Regions from separate parts of the Mus musculus genome. Here regions 1 and 2 are each linked to region 3. Evidence: chromatin contacts called from public HiChIP or PLAC-seq data. All regions are on one chromosome and are shown on one strand. The core of a region is the stretch at or near the end of the contact, and the rest is flanking DNA. Distances in the headings are between cores, read along the strand shown. Region 1 has its middle 71 kb from the start of T. Region 2 has its middle 55 kb from the start of T. Region 3 has its middle 140 kb from the start of Gm46585.

Evidence for each region. HiChIP or PLAC-seq counts read pairs in DNA pulled down with a chosen protein or histone mark.
Region 1: a contact with region 3 is called in an H3K27ac HiChIP or PLAC-seq map of neural progenitor cells, with 3 times the contacts expected there. The contact joins two enhancer-like sites. A contact is called at or near these places in 1 of 15 datasets of contacts at CTCF or cohesin (the NIH/3T3 cell line), 3 of 484 Hi-C or Micro-C datasets (cerebral cortex, cranial neural crest and forebrain) and 5 of 115 datasets of contacts at active chromatin or transcription factors (double positive thymocytes, forebrain, heart atrium and 2 more).
Region 2: a contact with region 3 is called in an H3K27ac HiChIP or PLAC-seq map of neural progenitor cells, with 5 times the contacts expected there. The contact joins two enhancer-like sites. A contact is called at or near these places in 1 of 15 datasets of contacts at CTCF or cohesin (the NIH/3T3 cell line), 43 of 484 Hi-C or Micro-C datasets (the AML12 cell line, B cells, B-cell progenitors and 30 more) and 12 of 115 datasets of contacts at active chromatin or transcription factors (bone marrow-derived macrophages, craniofacial prominence, embryonic basal ganglia and 9 more).

Annotation. Positions count from the first base shown.
Region 1 is chr17:8,502,794-8,507,531 of GRCm38.p6, reverse strand. No RefSeq gene overlaps it. Among named protein-coding and RNA genes, the nearest start is that of T, 71 kb to the right of the region's middle. Within about 2 kb of position 1,276, at least 235 of the 459 cell types and tissues checked have an H3K27ac peak or open chromatin away from gene starts, as enhancers often do. A contact at or near this core is called in neural progenitor cells, where this site is marked.
Region 2 is chr17:8,486,745-8,491,303 of GRCm38.p6, reverse strand. No RefSeq gene overlaps it. Among named protein-coding and RNA genes, the nearest start is that of T, 55 kb to the right of the region's middle. Within about 2 kb of position 3,308, at least 48 of the 459 cell types and tissues checked have an H3K27ac peak or open chromatin away from gene starts, as enhancers often do. A contact at or near this core is called in neural progenitor cells, where this site is marked.
Region 3 is chr17:8,590,587-8,595,131 of GRCm38.p6, reverse strand. It overlaps a transcript of Pde10a not described here. Among named protein-coding and RNA genes, the nearest start is that of Gm46585, 140 kb to the left of the region's middle. Within about 2 kb of position 2,276, at least 15 of the 459 cell types and tissues checked have an H3K27ac peak or open chromatin away from gene starts, as enhancers often do. A contact at or near this core is called in neural progenitor cells, where this site is marked.

The sequences.
Region 1 (4,738 bases), core at 27-2,526, 87 kb after region 3:
AATAGAAGTAGAATTCACTGCATCCATGGGATGTAGTTATCCACACAGGCCAGTGCAAGGTTGGGTATCTGTGCTCCGTGAGCTCTGCCTAGGATGCCTGCTGCCTGACTGAGGAGTGTCCTGAAGCTAGCATGCCAGAAACTTCACATCACATAACCATGTCACTTACAATGGACAGGGGTGGGCAGAGTATGTGGCTGGGGGAAATTCTGTGTGCTACCCTCAGAACACTGGCCTCAGAATAAGGAGCTGCAAAGGGTTTGCTCTGACTCTTCCTAAGTCCAGAACAATTCTAACTTCCTTTCCTCAGTCCCCAAATGTACTCAAAGACCTTATATAACACCCAGCAGGGTCTGTTCTTTGGGCTTCCAGACCTTTCTCTTCTGGAGTCTTGGTTTTCTCTGGCTGTGTTAAAAACAGCTAAGGCTGGGGATGGATCCAGCAAACAGTACTGTGAGGTACCCCGGAACCACATACTGTGGCAGAAGCCATCGTTCTCAGCCCTCATCTTCTTCGCTCCACATCTTTACTGCAGAGTGAGCTGACTGCACGTCTTCATAAGTCCAGGATTACCAACTAAGGAAGGCAAGTTACTTGCAACCATAGCAGCTGCCCACAGCTCCCTCCCCCACATCCTCCAGCAAGGATGGAGATGTTTCCAGAGAGGGACTGGGGCAAGGCGACCAGTAAAAAGAAAGCTAATGACATCTTCACTCAACATCAGCAGGATGTGGCCCACAAAGGCTGCTGATGGCATATTTTATATTGAATGTGACACGTGGCAATTTGGGTGCACAATGAAGAAGAAATCAGCACGAGGTCTTAGCCTTAAGACAGTTTCGAAAATAACCTTCATCGGTCATGTCTCAGCCTATCTCCTGTCATAAGTAACAGATTATATGTAGTAAATATAACTGAGTTTCCTTAAACTGTTGATTGATGGACTTTGGTGGGTCAGGCAGCTATCAGTGGATAAAATAATTTTTTTTTACAGAAAATTAGGGAAGCTGGATTAGAAATCTATTAGGCCTTTTTTTTAAGCATTCAAAAATGGATATAATGGTGCATCTTGAAAATTTATCTGCAGATGGAGTTGTGGATGGATGTCAGTAGAGAGACAGGGGGAATCGGGAGCTGACTTGAGGAAGGAGTGGGTCAGGCAGGTCCTGATGGGAGGACTGAGTCCAGCCACTGACATTCACCAAGGACAAGACAGGGTGGGTGGCGCCTGTCTTCGCTTGGCCCCGCCCCTGTGCTCAAGAGCACTTGCGTCATTGCTGCAGCCTGGATCCTTGCCCAGAGCAGAGCGCCCCGGGTGTTGAAGACCAAGACAGGGAAGCATTAGCTTAGTGCAGAGTCGCCTGGCACTGGAGCCCAGCCGGGCAGAGGACCGAGGGAGCGCATCCAGGCTGCCCGTGCATGGAAAGCAGTGAGGCCATGAGACCAGTTAAATAACCCTCTGCCTTCCTTCTCCGGGAGCGCTGCTCACAAATGTACGGCACGAGGACTGAGAACCATAAAACACACTGTCTGTATTTTATTCTCGAATACACCTGTACCTTCCCTGTATTTAAGCACACACTAGCATCTTTGTTGGATTCAACTCCTCGGCATGTGTGGTGGGGGAAGGGCACCTAGCAGCCAGAGAATTTCTCCCCTTCAGGAAGTCTCTCAGCTCTGCTGACGCCAGCACCCTGCAGCTTCAATTCTGCTGCAACAAACCACCAGGGCTGCGTGTGTCCTGCCTCTTCCTTAGCTGAGCACATCTGTTTAAGAAAGGCCTCAGCCCTCTCTAAGGCACTAGCTAGATAGTCTTTTTTTTTTTTAATAATTATTATTTTTTTATTATTTTATTTTTATTTACATACACACACATACATACTTAGTTACTTTGCATTTTATGTTCCTTGGTGTTTTCCCTGCATGTATGTCTATGTGAGGCTGTCAGAAGCCCTAGAACTAGAGTTACAGACAGGTGTGGGCTGACATGTGGGTGCTGAGAATTGAACCTGGGTCTTCTGGAACACCAGTCAGTGCTCTTAACCCCTGAGTTTAAAGTAAGAGGGAACATGAAAGCATCTTGCAGTTTGTTATAGAAAACGCTTTGCCTTCGCCTGGAGTGACTATTCAACAATCTAAAGCACTTGCTACTCTTGCAAAGGACCTGGGTTGGGGTCTAAGCACCCAGATCGCAACCTTCCATAACTCCAAATTCAGGGGATCCAGTGTCCTCTCTGACCTCCAGGGACGCCAGACAGGTATGTGGAGCACAGACACACATGCAGGCAAAACACATAAACATAAAATAATTCCTTAAAATCTTTGAGGTCTGACTTTTACAAGATAGTAAGACTCCTCGCAATTTTGAGGAACTTATTGCTTAAATTTGAGTATGCCTGCTTTCTAACTTGCCTCATGCAAAAATAAGAGTTAAAAACAGTGCACAAAAATACCTGCAAGTGAACCTTGATTAATGTGGACATAGTCATTCCAGGATGGGAGGGAAGAGTGTGCCTCTGAAATGCTAACCAAGACTCCTGTCTGCCAGGAGTGTCTCTGCACCTGGAATCTTGTAGAAAAGATCACAGACCTTCTAGACACAACCACAGATCCTTTTGAGAACATGCCCTTGGGCCTTGGTTAGTATCCCATGACTGATGTTTCTGAATGTCTTAGGGCAGTAAACAAGTCCTGATACTCCCAAGGCAGTTTCTGGAGGTGACTGCGACATTGGAAGAAGTATCAGGCAAAAACTTGGCTTCTGTCTCAGAACACACTGGTACCTGGTGTGAAGGCATAATGGTGTGAACGCATATTAGGTCAGTCTTTTAAGGCCGTGTGTGGTGTAAATGTGAAATGTCCCCTTAGGCTTGTGGGCCCCTAGCAGTAGGGCTGTTTGAGAAGGCTGTGAAACCTTGAGTAGGGTGGAGCCTTGCTGGAGGAAGTGAGTCACTGAGGGTGGGCCTTGAGGTTTTATAGCCTACTTCCATTTCTCATTGGCGCACTGTCTGCTTCCAGAGTATGGATACAATAGGGAACAGTCATTCTGCCATCCACACCTTCCCAACAGTAATGGAAGATAGCCCCTTGAACATAAGCCAGAATAAACTCTTACTGTCATAAAATCAGAGACAAGACAATGAAGGACACAGAGAAGCGATGTGCTATAAAATGTTCTGTGTTGGAAAAAAACAAACATAACAGGTATCAGGAAGAGCTAGTATGGGTCAGCTTTGTAGAGCCGGCAGCATTAGAGTCAAGTTGGGTGAGAGCATGCCCAGTGTGTTGGAGAAACAGGAGAAAAACTGCAACAGTAGTGGGAGCCCCTGGAGGTCCTAGCGCTTCGAACTAGACAAACAGCAACACCTTAGGACGGATGATGCAATCTGAGATGTGGTAGAGGTTTCTGGCTTCTTTAATAACTCAGTTGTGTCACGTGATGTTTTCTGGACGTTGAAAGAGAAAATGTGATGTTCTACTGGAAACAAACGCTTGGGAGGGCATGTGGTGTTTATCAAGAGAAGCTTACAGACAGTGAGAGGGCACTCTCACACTGCAACGCTTCACTTCGCTGGTCTTCACAGAGAAGAACGCATCAAAGAATTTCTCATGGTATTCCGGCTGATCCTGGCCACCTCCACTTTGCCAGTTCATCAGAGCTTTGTGGGTTTCTTTTGGATTGTGCTGTGATTGATGTTTTAGATGGACTGCTGGTATCCTGACAATAAAGATTGGAATCGTCCCAAAGATCTACTTCTAAACAGGGTCCATAACCCCCTTGTCCTATTAACCATCTTTCTCCCCTCCCTTTGGTTGGTGGGCTAAAAGGAAAGTTGAAACATTTAAGAACCCTAAATAAAGTAAGTTCAGAAAAATCTAAGCCTACACTGAGATGCCTGTTAGGGATCTCTGGCTGCAGATGAGGGATGCTCTAGAGGGGCAGTGGTGAGAGGCAGGGGAGGAGACTGTGCCAGAACCCCAGATAAAGATGAATCCACTCAGGCAAAGGGAGGCTTATGGCCACAGCAGACAACACCGTATTCCAAACAGGTCATGGCGAAGCTGCAAAGAGTCCACCCTCCCACCCCACCACGGGAGGCCCCCAGAGAGGACTCTGAAAAAGTCACCTAAGCTTGAACATTTTATCAGGGAACTAAGCAACATGAACAGCACTACACTGGGCTTGAAAAGAGACCAAAAATGAATCCTGGAGTTGAAACGTGCCACAAGCAGAAGAGGGCAGTGGATAAGTCTAAAGTAAAGTTTGAAGACAACGAATAGACAAGATTAGTAAATCAAAGGCATGCATAGAGAGCAGCCAGGCAGGATACAGCCAAAGGCAGAACAGGGACAGTCTGAAGAGGCTGACAGGACTTAAAGCTCCAGACAGACAGACAGACAGACAGACAGACAGACATGATCAAGTGGGGACAGAAACAGTAACAGAAGAGAAATGGCTGATAATTTCTCAGAATGGATTCAAGATATCAGCTCATAGACTCTGGAAGCCTGGTGGCTCTCTGTCACGGCTTGTATATTCTTGGCCCAGGTAGTGGCACTATTAGAAGTTGTGGCCTTTTGGGAGTAGGTGTGTCACTGTGGATGTGGGCTTTAAGACCCTCATCCTAGCTGCCTGGAAACTAGTCTTCCACTAGAAGCCTTTAGATGAAGATGTAGAACTCTCAGCATGCCTGCCTGGATACTGCCATGTTCCTGCCTGGATGATAACAGACTAAAC
Region 2 (4,559 bases), core at 2,059-4,558, 100 kb after region 3:
TGGCTGAATAAACATCACCTTCACAGTTTCATGTGCTGGTGGATCTGAGGATCCCACTGCTTGGTCACTGTGACGCGTGTCTCGGGGAGCTTGGAAGAGCCGGCGTTGCTGAGGCACTGGCTTGGACTTGCTTGTGTGTGTTGCAGTAGAGGTATAGCTGAGTCACACAGTGGTTCTGATTTTAGTTACTTGAGGCATCTCCATACTGATTGGCACAGTGACTGCACTATTTATATTCCCATCTACAATGCAGAAAAGCTCCTTTTCCACACAACCTTGCTAGCATCTGATGCTTGTGTTTGTGGTGGTTGGAATGTGGTACACCCCACAACACCAATAGGCTCTGGCATTTGAATATTTGGTCCCCAACTGTTTGGGGAGGCATGACTTTATTGGAGAAAGTATGTCACCAGGGCTGAACATTGACATTTCAAACCCTTCCATCTTTGCTCTCTGCTTCCTGTTTACAGTTTAAGATGTGAGTTCTTAGCTTCCAGCTCCAGCCACTATGCCTTCTTGCTACCATGCTTTCCTGCCACAATGGAATCTTATCCCTCTGAAACCATTAGCCAATAAGACCCTTCCTTTCTGTAAGTTGCCTTGGTCATGGTGTTTGATCACAGAAATAAAAAAGTAATTAGAAAGACATTTTATTTTGCTCACTTGTTTTTTTTTTAATGGAGGCCTTTCTGTTCTGTAGGTGCCAGTGTACTTCATTTAAATGTGTGTGTGTATATATAAAATAAAATTTTTGCTTTGCTGTCCTGTTGTGTCCATTTATTAGTTATTTTCTTTCTTTTTTTTTTTTTTTTTTTTTTTTGGTTTTGGTTTTTTCAAGACAGGGTTTCTCTGTATAGCCCTGGCTGTCCTGGAACTCACTTTGTAGACCAGGCTGGCCTCGAACTCAGAAATCTGCCTGCCTCTGCCTCCCGAGTGCTGGGATTAAAGGTGTGCGCCACCACACCCGGCCTAGTTATTTTCTTGATAAGTGTCCTAGTTTGGGTTACTATTGCTATGATAAACAAACAAACAAAAAAACACCATGACCAAAAGCAAGTTGTGGAGGAAAAACTGTATTTGACTTACTCTTTCACATCCATAGTCCATCAATGAAGGAAATCAGGACAGGAACTCAAACAGGGCAGGATCCTGGAGGCAGAAACTGGATGCAGAGGCCATGGAGGCCTGCTGCTTACAGGCTTATTCGTCATGGCTTGCCCAGTCTGCTTTCTTGTAGAACCCAGAATCACCAGCCCAGGGATAGCACCACCCACAATGGACTGGGCCCTCCCATCAATCACTAATTAAGAAAATAACCTACAGATGAATCTTATAGAGGTCTCCTCTTTGATGACTAGCTTGTGTCAAATTGACATAAAACTAAGCAGCATAATGAGACAAAGAGGGGCTGGTGAGATGGCTCAGTGGGTAAGAGCACCCGACTGCTCTTCCGAAGGTCCAGAGTTCAAATCCCAGCAACCACATGGAGGCTCACAACCATCCTCAACAAGATCTAACTCCCTCTTCTGGAGTGTCTGAAGACAGCTACAGTGTACTTACATATATTAATAAAATAAACCTTTAAAAAATAATGAGACAAAGAATAACAACGGGGCATCTGTCTCCTCAGCCAGCCACCCCCTATAGAATCAAGGTCTCCCACTGCTGTGAGTGGGCACAAACACCCCAGTCCTGAAGAGTTACAGGACTGTACAATCTGCTTTCCTCTTAGCTATTTCCCTACCCTAGTAGTGATTGCTTCCCTATTGTATTTGGGTCAATACTCCCTCGGTGATGGAAAGGGAGCCTTCTGCAGGTCTATGGTACACTCTATTTCTTTCTGTATTTCCATCATCTATATTTTGAACCTGGGTTAAATCAGGTTATTATAGCTTTCCATATATTATAAATTCTGTTAGTATAGATTCTGTGATAAAATGTCTAAGAGGGCTCACTTATAAAGATTAAAAGCTTATTTGGGCTTAAAGTTTTGGGACCTCCAGCCCATGGTCCTGTTTCTTTGGGGCCTGTGTCTGTCATCTTGATGGGAACACAGGCCAGAGCCAAGCCCAGAAACAAAAGAGAAGGAAAGGCAAGAGTCTGGCAACTCCCTTCAGACTCAGATCCTGGAGGACCTGAAGGCATTCCACTAAGACTCACAGCTTAGATATTCAGTCACCTCCCACTAGCACCCTGGAGATTAACAATTTATCACATGGATCTCTGGGTAAGGTTAAAAGTCCATCTGAAACACTTCCTGAAATCTATCCTTCCTGACCTCCATGAAGTCCTACACATACCTTCAGATGTTTGTGTGATGGCCAAGTGATAGCCAAGTTTTAGTAACCTTGCACCCCGGGGAAACATACACATATCCAGAACATCAATCTATCTGATTTTCTGAAATCAACCCAGACCCTCTGCTTCTAACAACCTGGAAATCGGAAGTCCCGATCCATGCTTAGGAAGTTGGCACCAACTCTGTGCCTGCCACATGATGGGTAACAGAGGAAGGCTGTCCCCCTCAGCTATTATAGATGGTGACGATGCACATGGGGAGTGCAGCCCAACTGCCTGGCATGTTCCTCCCACCACATCTGTGTGGTTCAGGCTCCTCCCACCACATCTGTGTGGCTCTGTTCTCACCTTCTCAAGCCGATGTCCAGATAACTTTCTCAAGGAAACCTATACTTGGGACACAAGCTGACTCCCACCTTCTTCCTTCCAACCCCCAGACTCTGCTGTCTGCATGGGGACATCTTGGGCAGAACACCTTACCTACGTCTGCTTTTTATTTTTGCCTCTTCCACTGGGCCAACAGGAGAGCGGGCAGTACCGTTTCCTCTGCGCACTGACTTAAGTGTGTGGCACATCACCCGTCCTCTCCCAAGCACCCAGTAACTGGTTGTGAAGTCTCTAGTAACTTAGGGACCCTCTTTCTCTGGGCTTTCCCTGCATTTCTGCAGAGGCCACCATCAGTCTATAAAATCACGCCGTAATCACGCACAGCTGGGAAGGTCAAGATACTGAGCTCTACAGGAACTCGCAGAATCATGTTTCCCAAAGCTGTGGGTTCGATGGTATCATTACTGCTTTCAGATCTGATTTAATGTTCTGGATCTTCCTGACTTATGTAACTGAGTAGAGTGGATTCAGAAGGACACCCTTTCTCCAGGGCTTGTGCTAGCACAGATGACAGCCTGAATCTGAGAGTGATGCTGTCAGGGGCACGGTGCAAACATCTCTGCACTCGGCGCAGCCCGCACAGTTGGCTTGCCCAGCTGGTCGGCAGCATCCGGGGGCGGCTCCTGTTGCTGACGTCAATTGGCAGAGCCCATCCACTAGAAGCTCACATTCAGCCTGCCTCCTACACGCTCCTTTCTTACATCCAGCATTCTCAACCAGCCTCTGCTTTTCAATCCAGTCCTCGGATTTCCTCGGGTGTTTTAAAGGGCGTGTGTGTCCTTCACAGGCTCCTTGGTCATGCTACACTCAGCCCTTGGCAATACCACAAGAAAAATCACACAGGAATTAAGTGTGAACTGTTCAAGTTCACACCACATTGATTTCTCAAGAGAGGTGGATTTTAAAAGTCTCAAGCTGGGTTGGTTGGTTGGTTTGTTTGTGTGTTGTTTTGTTTTTTTAAACAGAAAGGAGAACGGAGATTTTGTAAAGGCCATTGATTATGGACTTTATGGCAATTGATCAATTCTCTTTGTTTGCATGCTAAGGTCTGTGATTTTGTCTGTGGTTTTTTAGCCTGTGTGCAAAGAACAAACACTACCTCAGTTAGACTTACTCAAGGGGAAGCCTCTGCGCCATGATGATGGTGCGAATAAACCCAACACAAAAAGACTCACTTCAAAATGCAAGGTATTTCAGCACACCATGGGGCAAGAGAAACAAAACTGGTAATAATTGATTATGCAAAGAGGAAATGTTTTCTTACAATCATCTCACTTATGCTAGCATTTACCTTAGACCCAAACCTCTCCCATTATGTTGGCAATCTGCCTCAGTTCTAGCATGAGTGCCTTATCCTGAGTCTCAGAAAAGAGAGGCCAACCGAGGCAGGGTAAGAAACCACATCAACAGGCAAAACGCAGCCCTTCTTGGGGGAGGGGGAAGATGGCTTGGGGCTCCTGTTGGCATCGGAGCCTACAGCCCCCGAATCCAGTGATAACATCACCCATAGTTGACAAGGGCAACCGCCATACATTCCCAGTGTTCACCTGCCTGTGTCTTACCTGTGCGAGGTAGTGTGGGTGATTACATCATGGCCCGAATAAAAGGCAGAGCCCCCAACCTTCACCCCTTTTTCTTCTTCCTCTTCCTTTTCTTCTCCCTCTTCCTCCTCCTCCTCCTCTTCTTCTCCCTCCTTTTGTCCTTTTCTCTTCCCTTCTTCCCCCACAATAAACCTTCCTCTCCAGTGGCCCTTGCTGGCCTGGTGTGAGGTCTGGATACGAGCTGCCATTCTAAACACACCGCTCCACTCTAGGACTTCCTTCCTAACACCAGGGAACATTTGCCCACCTTATCCATGCCTCAATTTCTAGCTC
Region 3 (4,545 bases), core at 1,027-3,526:
GGACTCAGAGAAAGCTTCTATGTTCCCAGGCTTGGCTCTTTGAAGAGAGAACATATGGTCTCTCCCTAGAAAATCTGTGGTTAAGGCTAGCCCTAAGATATAAACTAAACATGAAGGTTTAAAGTGTCAGATGCCAGCCCTCATGAATGCTTAGAAAACCATGTTTACTACCTTGTTTACCGTGTTCAGTTCAATTCCTCCACTCTTACACTACTTAGGAATCCCTGCCTAGGGAATGATGCCACCCACAATGGACTGAGTTTTTCCATATCAGTTACCTTAATTAAGACAACCCCACAGATATGCTCACAGACAAACCCAGTGCAGACAGTCCCTCAGAAACTTTCTTTCCTGCTGACTCTAGGTTATATCAAGTTGACTAAGCTAACCATCCCACTTTGCAACATTCTAAGTCATTTGTATATGCCTATTTTATTATTTTTCCACTTTCCTATCTCCACCTTCTGTGACATAATGTCCACGATGGCTAAAATCTTTGCTTTGTTTTCTGGACAGAGTGTGGCTCAGAGGAAACATCCCATAAACATGTAAGAATACACAGTTCATGTTCTAACAGCTGTTCAACCAGAGACCCTGAAGGAGAGGAGCTCAGACACAGACCAGCTAAGTCTTGAATATTTGGCCAGCATCACTCCTGAGACAGGAAATATAATTAACCACAGGCTGAAGAAGCAAGCAAGCAAAAGCCTGATATTTTCAAGCATGGCAGAGCTCAATCACTCAAAAACCCTCTAATGAGCTCTCAGCACCAGCAATACAACATCAAGCCAATCAACACTCCAGAATTGATGAGGGAGGGATTTATGCAAATTTAAGCCAATAAACACTCCAGCTTGGGTGAGGGCAGAACTTATGAGACCACTCATAATAGCTGAGGAGCTATTGGCAAGTGGTGGCTGCTGAGGGCAGGCTAAGCAGGTGCCATTTCTCTTCCAGGATGTGAACTATAGTCAATTGTCCATGTTCCTATGGATGATCCAACACCCATGGGCATGCAGGTAGAATAAATTGGATTATATTGTTTAAAAGAAAAGAACATGAAGGTGAGAATGATTGGAGGATCTGGGAGGAGTGGGGGGATTTGTGTCAGTTATAATCAAGATAAATTGTATACCTATATGATATGAAATTATCTGAGAACAAGTTAAAATATTCTAAAATGAAAGATCTTCCAGCACAGCCCTCTGTGTGCTTGCGCTCTGTGTTCTTTTTGGTCCTAGGTTCCACCATGTCTTCCAAGAATCCGCTGATAGACTGCCAACTACACATTCCTCAAACCTAACTAGCAAAGTAGATTTTGTGGGGATAGGGTTGACCTTTGGAGATCTCCATCAAGAACAGATGTCTAAAGGGCCTGGTGGCACATGCATGCCTCTCATCCCAGCACTCAGAAGTCAGAAACAGGAGGATTTGTGTTTGAGGCTAGCCTATGTTACATAGCCAGACTCTGCCCCCAAAGGCAAAAATAAATCAACAAACTAAGATGATTTGTACACAATTTTTCCAAATGCAGAATCCAGGGTATGAATTGCTATACTAAGAAACATAGGCTTCGGGCACCTGTCAAGAGAGAACGCTTTTGAGATGGCTGGGTGTGAGTTCACGCTGCTGTTACAACTAACAGCCAGCTACTTCCTGAGTTCACATGCAACAACGCGCCCCACGACATACATCCTCACAGCTTCCCAGTGAAAACATGCCAGTGTCAGAGAAACCAATGGTTCTGCCAAGCCCTGTAGCCTGGATACCCACAGCATATATTCATATAGACATCAGCACCAGGAGGGCCATATCCTTCCAATACACCTGCCATTATTCATATGATACTCCTGAGCAGGAAGTCCGTTCAAAACTTGCCCCTCCCCAGACCTCGTTTGCTCTTACTTCCACAGAAAGCGGTCTGAAAACTTTCCTCAGTTTGACCTGAGCAGCCTCCGCCCAGGGTTGAGCTGCTGCTGGACCTAGCTTCCCAGGAAGGTAGGCATCCCTGCATGTCTGTGATCACGTGCTTGTTGTGTATTTGCTCACTCCATCCTCCCAGTTCACCCGTCATTCATCTGCGCCGGTTCATTCGCTCGCTCACGTGCTCGCTGTTTCTTTGTACACTCCACTCACTTCCTCCCTCAGAGCAGTTTCCAGCGACTTTAGAGTCTCTGACAGGGAGCTAGAGATCGCCAGACTTCCACTCTGCAAGCTAAAACTATCCCATAGACTTCACCCAGCTAAGATCAAAGAGTGATTTCTTCCTCTCCCGCCAGATGGCAGCAGACGCGGGAAGATGAGGGGATGGCGGAGCAGGGAGGAAGGATCTAGTGGAGCCTGACAGTTGGCCAATGCCATTTGTTTTCTAAAAAGAATTTTGACTAGGTGATGGGGAGAGGATTGGTGGAATGGAGCCGACAAATCTCACAGCATCGGCCCAGGGTAATGGCTTTAGCTATGTAACCCAGCTCCCAGACCCCCACTCCTCTCCAGGCAGGTAGAAGAAGCCCTTGCCACATCCCTGTCCTTCTCAGCAGATCCCTGTTAGGCATGCAGGGGTTCCCTACTTTTCACTCAAGACTCATGACGTCATAACATCTAGAACAGCGCAGTCTTCAAGTGAAAATGCTGGGTGAGTCTCTGTGTCCAGAAACAAAGAGAACCTTATCTGCCTGTGTGTCCAGACTTAGGAAAGACAGGTGTTTCTATCACTGAGGGACCCCCACAAAGCCCATGCAGAGGACTGTTACGTGGAATTCTAGGTTCATCTGTCAGCCCCTGGTACCTGTTCTCTTGGACCCCAACTTCTAGGAAAGACCCCTCTCTCACCTTCCTCAACATTGTCTCTTGTAGATTGCCCTTTAAATGGAAAAGCCTTAAATGTCTAAGGGTTGTGGCTAAGGCCTGTGGATTGTACGTGCTCTCTTTAGTGATATAACAACCTCCTCTAGTGTAGGCTACAATGAATGGGTTGTGATTTTCTCCACTTTTGAATCCATTTAAAGGAGTCGTCGTCCCCCCCCCCCTCGCCCAAATAGATTTAAAGTAACTGTCAATGCTACATACAATGAATCTTCCCCCTGCCCCCATGTGCTCTCAGCCACTCACTTATCCCATTTCACCCCATTCTAAGGCCAAGATGCCCTGCAGGAACCACAGGGAGGTGGCCACAGAGGTTCTCCAGCCTCTGAGGTCATCACAGGAAAACCCTCTATCACTCTAGGTCATACACAGACCACTGGGCTGGGGTGCAAAAGAATCAGGAAGAGTTCTAACAGATGTTCCAGGATCCCATACAACACAGAGAAAAGGGAACATGCATTATTTCTATGCTTTGGGGCTAACCACACATCTCCAAAATTATGGCCAGTTCCCAGAGATACATTTTAGAATGGAACTCTACGGAATTGCTTAAATCTAGTCCTACACCCCCATCCCCTAAAGAAATCTGGCAAGGAAAAAAAAATCTCAAAGTATTTTAAATATGTTTAAGTTTTTGTTGGGCCACATTCATAGTTATCCTAAGTCGCGTGATTTAAAAGCTATGGGTTAGACACTGTGACTTAAACAAAAGAGAGTAAAAAGGACCCAGTGTATGGCTCTGGGGCAGGATGCTTTCTGATGTTTAGTGGGGAAAGAGATAAGGAGATCAGCTGAAGGAGAGTGAGACCGGAGTGGAGGAGCCACAAACACAGGATCCCATACAGGGGCGATCCTGGTAGCTCTGAAGAACGCTGGAGAGAAACGGGGACACTGGCAAGATGGTGAGCTCAGAGCCACACTACAGAATAACAGATGGAGAAGTCTGACCTCTGAGCTTCTCCCCTTAGTCTGCCTGTCACCCCCTCTCTATGCCATAGTCCAGCCTAGAATCCCCTCCATTTCTGTTCCCTCTCTTCCCACTCCTGGGACAGCCAATCAGGAAGATCTGCACACATTATGACTTATCCTGCTCAGTTTGGGAGTCCCACCCTGGGTGTTAGGTCAGCTTACATTGTGTGTTACTTCCCTTCTGTGAGACCAAGTGACGTCTGAGGCAAGGAAGCTGCCTTCCCGTGCTCGTATGATAATCTCTAGTGCTTGCTTGGCTCTCCTCTTCGACTTAACATTTACCTGTCGGTTTTATAGGCACCACCATGCACGCACCCATGCAACCCTTTTGCTACAACACCCCTAAGTCATGCCACCCCTGCGCTGCCCTCACACAGTCCACCCTGTACATCACCAAAGCGTCTCATCGGGCCCCACATTCCACCCACCAGTCATGCTTCACGGATAGGATCGGTCATCTTCCTGCTGCTCCAAGAGCACACACACTGCCTATCCATCTTCTCAGAGTAAATGCCAAGTGTACCGTGGCTTTCAAAGCCTGACCTGGCCTCCTCTGTGACCCCTCAACTCCTACCCTCCCTTATCCCCCCCCCCCAGCAGCTCTACACATTTCTCCCTCAATCCTATGGGTCTCTTCTCAAGACTGTCTGATCAAAAAGCTATCCAAGAAACAAGCATGCCTGGATGACGCAGGATACCTGTCCTCCTCTG